3 separate regions of the Sus scrofa genome follow, and regions 1 and 2 are each linked to region 3. A link is a contact called in public Hi-C and promoter capture Hi-C data. All regions are on one chromosome and are shown on one strand. The core of a region is the stretch at or near the end of the contact, and the rest is flanking DNA. Distances in the headings are between cores, read along the strand shown.

Region 1 (3,123 bases), core at 559-3,058, 330 kb after region 3:
CAAATGTTTATTCATGATTGAAGCCAAGTAGAATTTATAAATGCATTTTAATACCTTGCTGATAAAATAACATTCCATCTTTGCAATCAAGGAATACAGGAAGGTAATGTAAAGGCTTTGATGTGTATATCTTTATAACCAGGTAATCAGAGCACACACACACACCACCTACTTTACTGTTTACCATACCAACTTTTCAGAAAGGCCATCTTGAAAGCTCTACTGGATAGCTGAGTAAATAGCGTCCAAGGCTTAAAGATTGGGGAGCAGGGAAGAAAGAGAAGGAAGGAGTAAGCAGCACACATTTCAAAGCCCACTTTTAAGCACACAACATTATGAATATTAAAAAGAAAAGGATGCGGGTGGGGGTGGGGGGAGAAAGGCAATTCAGCATTTTCAGAAAGCGTATTTTGGCAGTATTCAACGCATAAGGAGGCTGTGCTTGGGGCCGTCCACTCTCTCCAGCTTCTCAAAGTGTTTCCTGGCATTGCGAATGTTGATCAGTGTAGCTGCAGAAGGGATCGAGGGATCAGACATAACCACCATCACGTAGGTGTTTGATGTGAAGATGTCGATGAAAGCAGCGAAGTTAGAATTCCTAACCTCCATGCTCTGGAAGGAAGCGGCCAATTTACTGCAGCTCAGCTTGAACTGCTTAATAATATTGCTGATCTTCTCGAACCGATGGACATCGCGCTGCTCTTTGCACTGGTAATGGGAAATGACCAAGAAGGTTGCTCTCTCGAACAGCAGAACTTCATCGGCCTCAATAATTTGGGCAAAATTCCTGAGGTTCATCTCCAGCTGCTGAACATTGGGAATCAGCTGATAGACGATGCTAGACCAGGCTTTGTAGAGCGTTTCATCCCAGATGGATGTTCGGAAACAGGCGCACTCGAGAGGGCGAGACAAACGCCTCAGGTCTTCCTCTCGCTCTTTAAAAATCAGGTCACGCTGATCTTCCTGAACCAGATCCATTTTGTGCACCAGGCAGAAGATTTTAGCATCAGGAGAGTTCTGGAGGATGGCCTCCAGACAGGACTGGTAATAATGCATGTCCTTTTCCAGTTCGCGGCTCTCCACGTCGAACACGTAAATCAGGACCTCGACATTACGGAAAATGTTGTCTCGCTGGCTGGTGAAATAATTTTCCATGAAGGTGTCCTGACCGCCACAGTCCCACAGGTTCAGCACCAGGTTGCCCAGAAATCGTACGTGGGAGTGCTCCACATCAATGGTGGCACCGAGGCGCCGGGTGTCGCGAGCGATATAATTTGCAAAGATAATCGACCTCATGCTGGTCTTCCCCGACCCGCTCTTCCCCATCAACAGCACCTTTTTCTTCATGGCTGTATTTGGCATCACCCGCCGGAGCTGCCGCGGACTGGGCCTCAGGGCGCGGCCTAACTGCAGCGCGGAGGGAGGGAAGGGGCCGGAGTCGCGGGGGCTCGCTGACTGGGCCCGCCGCTGTGCAGTCGGGGAAGCCGAAGGTGCGAGCTCGGGGCTGGAAAGGCCGCCACGAGTGAGTTCTTGCTCAGAGGAGAGCGCCGGTGGGGGGCGGACAGCTGCAGCAGCTCCGGAAAAACGCTGGCCTTCCGGAGAGAGTCTCTGCGTCTCCGCTGCCACCCACTTCCGGGGGCGATCTCGCGAGAACCCGCGCTCTCGGCCGTCGCTGCCCAACGAGCTTCGATAAACTGCTCTTTTACTGACACTCTGCAGGGCCCATCCGAAAGAGAAAATGGGGGGAGAACCCAGGACTCTGGCGTTCTGTTCTCCTAATAAACTGAGGTTACGATTGCAAGGTGTACGTATGTGGGCGGTTGGACCAATGCTGCCATCTCGTGGCTGAAACCCCCAACACACCGCTACCTTCCTTAAGACCGCGCTGTGGTTTGAGGTGGTTTTAGGCGCGGGCCGCAGACGGGTGAAGCAAAGGAAGATTTAATTTGTCAGCCCAGTTAGACCTCCCCAGATTCCCTGGTTTACTGAATGGGGCAGGACTTATGAAAACTATAGAGATGTGCAAAAGTAAGTGATTGCTCAGTGCTACACAGCTGAATGGTCGTAAATCCCTACTGGGAGATATCCTGACTCCCAGCTAGTGCTTTTTCCATTTGGAAGCAAGTTCCTTTCTTACACCTGCTTTCCCGGTAATCTCAGACTTTGGAATTTAGATCAGAATTTCAGCTCGAGGAAACTATAATATGGAACCCGTACATTACTTAATTTTCACAATAACCCTGTGAATAAATAATCCTATTTTCAAATAAGTCAGTCGAAGCTTATAGGGGTTAATACAGGTCTATTAAATGCTGAAATGCAGTTTATTTTTTAAAATACAAATTGTATATATTGAAGGTGAACAACATAATTTGATACACACAATAAAATGATTAAGGTCAAGCTAGCATATCTTGTATAGTTACGTTTTTTGTCCGTGTATATGGTGAAAGCACCTGAAATCTATTCCCTTAGTAAACCTCCAGTATTCAGTAGTTTTGACTATAGTCATCGTGCTGTAGGTTTGATCTCTAAACTTATCCTACATAACTGCAACTTTGTACCCTTTGACCAATGCCTTCCCATTACCTCTGCTTCTTCCTAGGAACAACCATCCTTCTCTCTGCTACTATGAATTTTGACTTTTTAAGATTCTACATGTAAATGATATAATGTAAGGTTTTTTCTTTTTATGTCTGACTTATTTCACTCAGTCTGATGACTTCCGGTTTTATCCTTTTTGTTGCCAGTAGTAGGATCTCCTTTCTGAAGTGAATAATATTTTGTTCTTTTTTTTTTTTGTCTCTCTAGGACAGCACCCCTGGACATAGAGAAGTTCTCAGGCCAGGGGTGGAATCTCTAGCCGCCGGCCTGCACCACAACCACAGCAACTCCAGATCCAAGCCACATCTGCGACCTACACCACAGCTCACAGCAACACCAGGTCCTTAACCCACTGAGTGAGGCCAGGGATCATACCTGAATCCCCATGGATATTAGTCGGGTTTGTTACTGCTGAGACATGATGGAACGCCCACCATTTCTTTTTTTAAGTTAAAGTTTTGATTTTATGTTTATCTTTTATTATAAAAACTCATTATAGAGTTTTATTTTTTTCCACTA
Region 2 (3,135 bases), core at 215-2,714, 280 kb after region 3:
GCTGTCCTTGGGCCAGACCTCCTGGTGGCCAAATTATACTGGGGTTAGCAGTATTGCAGAAAAAGATCGTTCATTTAAAGGTTTGAGGTTGTCTAATCTAAGATCTTTCCCATGTTTGAGGAGTCATCCCAAGGGAGAGTGTTTTGCCTATGCAGACTGACAGTTGTCCATAAGGACAACTAGAAGGAAGATAGGAGAGAGACTTTTGAGGGCAGGGGCTATTCTGGGAATCCCCAAATTCCCAAAGGGCATCCCCCTGTGGGACCTAGAGAGATTCGTTCTGGAGTCGACCTAGAGAGATTCATTCTGGAGTCGGATGTCCAGGAGTCTCAGAAATGAATCAGTGACTTGATCCAGCAATCCCACTCCTGGGCATCTATCCAGAGAAAACCATGACTCGCAAAGACACATGTACTCTGATGCTCATTGTAGCACTATTTTCAATAGCCAAGACATGGAAACAACCTAAATCTCCATCAACAGAGGAGTGGATCAAGAAGATGTGGTACATATACACAATGGAATATCACTCAGCCATTAAAAGGAAGGAAACACTGGCATTTTTAGCAACATGGATGGACCTAGAAATTATCATGCTAAGTGAAGTCAGCCATACAATGAGACACCAACATCCAATGCTTTCACTGACATGTGGAATCTGAAATAAGGACACAATGAACTTCTTTGCAGAAGAGATACTGACTCACAGACTCTGAAAAACTTATGGTCTCCAAAGGAGACAGTTTGGGGGGTGGGGGGATGTGCTGGGATTGTGGGATGGAAAGCCTATAAAATTGGATTGTGATGATCATTGCAAAACTACAAATGTAATAAATTCATTGAGTAATAAAAAAAGAAAAACTGAGTGTTGATTGTACAGAAAAAAAAAAAAAAGAAAGAAAGAAAAAGAAAATGAATCAGTGCCAAGAGGAAAGTGAGTCCCCCCTGCCCCAGGTCAAATTCCGACCTAGATAGTGACAGATCCGACGCTGGAATTTCTGTCCCTCAGATTCTGTCACTGTTTTCCCGAGAATGTCCCTTGAGAGACTTAAACAGCTTGTGCTTTCTTTGGCTGGCGACAATGAGGGTCTTGCCAAAAGTTGAAGTAAGAGAATTCGGTCAGTGAGGTTTCCCCCGTACATGCCACCAGGGGTGAAGGGAACATTCAGCACTTGAGGGCATAGAAGATTTTTACTAATAGACCCGAGGATCAGAAGTTAGGCGAATTGCTCAGACTTAGACATGTACCCTCACATGCTTTTTCTACAATAGTGAACAACAGTCTACGTTTTTTGCCTGACGTAATAAGCCTACACGAGCAAAAGGAACCACAGAGATCAGAAAAATAGAATCAGAAAGCGCGAAACCGGAAAGAGTCCGCAAAATGCACAACCCCGGCAGTGCGTTGAGGGTCTAGTAAGATCTTGGTTGGTTAGGACCAGAAGGGGCGGAGAGAGGGCGCATTGCATGGCGGGAGAGACAATTCTCCGCGGAAGTCCCTCCTCCTCTGAAAACCGGGCGGTGTCGGCGCCAACCGCTTTCCGGGCAGCGCGGGAAGCTCGGTTTGTGGTGGTTTCCTTTTGACCGCTGTCCCATACTATCCTTAGAGGCTTTATATCCCTGAGACGTTACAATTTCAGGCCATTCGAGGCATTTGAGGCTATTTAAGACGAAATGGCTTCGGGCGAGAGAGGAGAAGGCGGTGGTAATGGAGGTGCTGCTGCCACCTCAGGCTGCCGGTAGGGAGGGAGTCTGAGGAACCTCTTAGTCGTTGGAGCCTGAGCTTTTTTCCTTTGGCGGGTCCCTGCCTGCTGCTAAGATGAGCTCTGCCTGCATCACTTCTTTCGAGAAGGAGCATCTCTGGATGTATCTGCGGGCACTCGGCTTCGACCCGGGCCCGGCGACCATAGCCTGCGGAAAGATCGTGTCTCACACGCACCTCGGAGTGTAAGGAGGCCCGGGCGGTGGGGCGGGAAAATCCGAACCCAGTCGCGCCGGGGCAACCCACTCTCTTGCGGACTTCCCAGGTGTTGAATTAAGTATTGGAGCGGTTGCTGTGGCCCGACACTGTCTTCTAGTTCCTGCTCTCAGTGGCTGCTAGCCTGGCGATGGAAACTATCAATTATTGGACCTTGCTGGGAGCGCTTTGTAGGGGAGTAGAGTCAGCAAGTGGGGTAAAAACTGGAGGGGCGGCTTATTTCTGCTTTGGAAGCAAGCTGAGTAGTCCGTGATGTCGAGGTAGAGGTGGCGGCTTGGTAATGGAAGGACGTGTGCAAACGCCTTTAGGACTCTAGGGAACCTTGTAAAGTGGTTACTCTTTATATTTCTACTTCTTGAATTAGCAAATTGCATGAACTTGCCACAGTTAGCAAAAAACTGGTAGAGAGAATGGTGTTAAGATGAAGAGTAAATCCATTTCCTACTTTGCCACAAATATTACAGTTGTTATTTCTAATACTGAATACTTTGTTTATATCTTTGTGTGTTAACTTGCCAACTTTAGGCAGTATCTATTATCTTTCTCACTGTAGGCCAGGGGAAATTTGAGATACATGGAACCAGCCACTTTTGCAACCTACACTACAGTTCATGGCAACGCCAGATCCTTAACCCACTGAGTGAGGCCAGGGATAGAACCTGTGTCCTCATGAATGCTAGTCAGATTTGTTTCCTCTGAGCCATGAGGGGAACTCCATGTATGTTTTTCTTAATTGGCTGTAAGTATGTGTACGTGAATTACAAAAATTAATTTGCCATGACCTATTGAACAGAATTAAAAATATTAATTTTTTTTTTTTTTTTTTTTTGCTTTTTCAGGGCACACCCATGGTATATGGAGGTTCCTAGGCTAGGGGTCTAATTGGAGCTGCAGTTGCCGGCCTATGCCAAAGCTGCAGCAATGCCAGATCCGAGCCACATCTTCGACCTGTACCATAGTTCACGGCAACACTGGATCTTTAACCCACTGAGCAAGGCCAGGGATCGAACCCACAACATGGTTCCTAGTTGGATTTGTTTCTGCTGCACAATGATGGGAACTCCGAAAAATACTAATTGGTATCAAACTGTTATAAAACTTTTAATGATGTTTAGTTTTATTAACCATTCCCCCTCACCCTCTTCTGTTTCTTTTCA
Region 3 (2,979 bases), core at 434-2,933:
CTGGGTATATATTCAAAATAACTGAAAGCAAGGTCTCGAAGAGATATATGCACACTTAACGTTAATACCAGCAGTATTCACAAAAGCCGAGAGGTAGGAAAAACCCAAATGTTCATTGACAGATGAGTTGATAAAATCTGAGAGATGGGATGTAATCTTGGAAAGAAAATATTTTTATTTTGAATGCAAGAGGTCTTTTAAGAAAAATATACCCCTAGCCTGGGAAATTCCATATGCCGCGGGAGTGGCCCAAGAAATGGCAAAAAGACCCCCCCCCCAAAAAAAAAAAACAACAGTGGTTAACGAATCCGACTAGGAACCATGAGGTTGCGGGTTCGATCCCTGCCCTTGCTCAGTGGGTTAACGATCTGGCGCTGCCATGAGCTGTGGTGTAGGTCGCAGACGCGGCTCGGATCCAGCATTGCTGTGGCCCTGGTGTAGGCCAGCGGCTTCAGCTCCGATTAGACCCCTAGCCTGGGAACTTCCATATGCCGCGGGAGCGGCCCAAGAAATGGCAAAAAGACCAAAAAAAAAAAAAAAAAAAAAGAAAAATATGAAGTAAATATGTAATAGATAATAAATGTTCCTTCAGGGTACTGTTAGATAGACGTTAGATCTGGGTTCTCATTCTCCCAGGAATGTTCTGGAGGACTATCAAATGCACTGTGTCTTTCCCACATCTGTCTTCTATTAAGAGTTGTATCATTACTGATTCAAGATTTACTCTAATACACTTATTCTCCCTCTGCTGGTCGGCTCCATACTATCACACTCTGCTAGACTAATGCATATCACAGCTAGGGTTATGATCATTTAACACATATTTACTGAGCCTTACTTATTATATGCCATGCACTTTGGCGCCTCCTGAGTATACCACAGTGAAGGTAAGTCATGAGCCTGGGCTAATTTACCATCTAGGAGGCGAAAGAGACCATAAGCAAACCATTTATATATCATGAGTACACAGTACTGTAAAGGGAACTAGTGCTATACTAGAGAATACAATTTCTGGTTTTGAGATTAGGAAAGGCTTCTCTTAGGAAAGACATCTAATCTTAAAGACTGGTAGGGCATTAAGGAATAGCGACAGGTGAGTTTGGGACTGCGGAAATTTTCTGTGAAGTCAGGTTAAGAAATTTGAAAAGCACTGCAGCGGAAAACGGTGCATTGCTAGCAAGGGAGTGAAAGAATTTTGCGTTTTAAAAGGATCGCAGAAGCAAGACAGCAGGGAGACTTCATGCTTTATGTAGAGGCACCAGGACTTGGTAATTAAGGTTACCCGCTTGCGCGACGGGGTGGCAGAGTGCATCTGCTGTGCTAGAACGATAACTGCAGAGCGGTTAGAGGATTAGCGGATGATCGAGTGCTTAAGGAAAATACAAATGGCAGCGTTCAAAGCGTCTTGTTCTAAACAGCCGGCACCAGGGCAGGGAACACTCCTAAAGAGGAAATCTTCCGAAGGAGGCTGAGGTCCAGGAGAGCCCAGATCCTGCTCTCCTTTGGTATCATCAGAAGCAGTGCCTGGGACGGAGCAGGTCTCCCCTCCACGGGAGGAGAACACTGCAAAGTAGAGGTGATGGAGATTCTAACCTTCAGAACTAAACCCGGAAGCCTCACTAGAGCGGCCCGCGGAGTTTATCTTCCAATCGCTCTTTAGCCCCCACCCAGAAGTACCGCCCACTCACGCTCACTTCCGCTATCCCAAGCGTTCGACCATCTCGCGAGAACTGGAAGCGCCTATGTGACCTGGGCTAAGCGGAAGTTGGATCTCTTTTTCGTGGCGCCTCGGAGGCGGTCGGCCGCTTGAGGATGAAGGTAGAAACTGCTGAAGAGTGTTGGGCCAGGCTTGAAGAACGTGGGTCGAACTCCCGGACACAACGTTGCCGGAGTCTTAGCTCTTCAAAATTCTGGGTCTAGATAGAGAAGGGTCTGAGGAAGGAGAAGGATCGCTTTTCTGGTGCTGGAGCTCTTTGGGAGAGCGGATGGCGAGCGATTGCAGCTGGAGCTGTGCCGGGCTCGAGGAGCGCCATGGTGGCGTCCTGCCGCCAAGCCAGGATAGAGACGGCGCTGCTGCCCTATTGGCGGCGTGTAGGTCGGCCTCCTTGCTCTGAGAGAGCGAACGGCTGCGGAGCCGCTTTCCCCCGGGCTTCTTTTCGCTAGGCCTAAAAAATGTGTCCTGTTTTTAGTACGGTGTTACGGTGATTATGCACACACGTGCTTTAGTGAGTAAAATTGGTGAGAAACCTTTCTGCAGTTTTTGTAGGGGTGACATGAAATGCTTTTTGTATCGGTTCTGCGATTTTCATGAAGTTCCTTTCCTCTCGTTCATAATTAGTTGAACATCTCTTTCCCGGCCACTGGCTGCCAAAAACTCATTGAAGTGGACGATGAGCGAAAACTTCGTACATTTTATGAGAAACGCATGGCCACAGAAGTTGCTGCTGACGCTCTGGGTGAAGAATGGAAGGTAAAAGTTAACTGCTGAATTGAATTGTTAGAGCTATTTAAGAGAAAGAATGGTAATTGGTAAACGCAGTAGGGTTCTGTCTTCTGATCTTGAGATGGTTCCAAATGTCACTTTTACAAGGTGGAGCTGTCATTTGGAGGGGTTACGTAGGTCAAATTAAAAAATACAGTTCTTGCTCTACGAACTAATGTTCTCCAAAGGGTATCCTCGAAAGTGCCAAGAAGGGTTGTTTCCTGATTTATTGCTCTTTGGTACTTTGTTTTTTTTAACATCTTTTGTCCCCAGGAGCTGTTCTGGTAAAGCACAGGTTAAAAATACGACCTGATTGAAAGGAATTTGTTAACTGAACTTGGCAAATTGGAAGTATAGCCAAAATTTAGTGACCAGAGCAAAAGATTAAGTTTGAAATTGGTGTTAATGAACTGTACTTGTAAAATTGAAGGTGTACTTCAAAGAAGCCACAATCCTTTGTCCTGTAATGTGTTGCTGTATTCTTTTGCAGGGTTATG

What was found. Promoter capture Hi-C pulls out the DNA fragments that hold promoters and counts their contacts. A called contact is a pair of places that touch in the nucleus more often than the background predicts.
Region 1: a contact with region 3 is called in a promoter capture Hi-C map of fetal liver, with 4 times the contacts expected there. The contact joins the promoter of RRAGA here to the promoter of RPS6 in region 3. A contact is called at or near these places in 2 of 5 promoter capture datasets (fetal liver and liver), 6 of 47 Hi-C or Micro-C datasets (alveolar macrophages, embryonic fibroblasts, epiblast stem cells and 2 more) and 1 of 2 datasets of contacts at active chromatin or transcription factors (alveolar macrophages).
Region 2: a Hi-C map of liver shows a contact between it and region 3, with 9 times the contacts expected there. The contact joins the promoter of HAUS6 here to the promoter of RPS6 in region 3. A contact is called at or near these places in 3 of 5 promoter capture datasets (fetal liver, fetal skeletal muscle and liver), 7 of 47 Hi-C or Micro-C datasets (embryonic fibroblasts, heart right ventricle, liver and 2 more) and 1 of 2 datasets of contacts at active chromatin or transcription factors (alveolar macrophages).

What each region holds. Positions count from the first base shown.
Region 1 is chr1:203,772,772-203,775,894 of Sscrofa11.1, forward strand. It overlaps RRAGA (ras-related GTP-binding protein A), which reads right to left and starts at 1,809. Exons shown (of 1, transcript XM_005660087.3): 1 at 1-1,809. The coding sequence starts at 1,362. The coding sequence ends at 421.
Region 2 is chr1:203,718,789-203,721,923 of Sscrofa11.1, forward strand. It overlaps HAUS6 (HAUS augmin-like complex subunit 6), which reads left to right and starts at 1,465. Exons shown (of 17, transcript XM_013993527.2): 1 at 1,465-1,562. The coding sequence starts at 1,468.
Region 3 is chr1:203,442,677-203,445,655 of Sscrofa11.1, forward strand. RPS6 (40S ribosomal protein S6) reads left to right here and starts at 1,684. Exons shown (of 6, transcript XM_003121890.4): 1 at 1,684-1,818; 2 at 2,339-2,470; 3 at 2,973-2,979. The coding sequence starts at 1,813.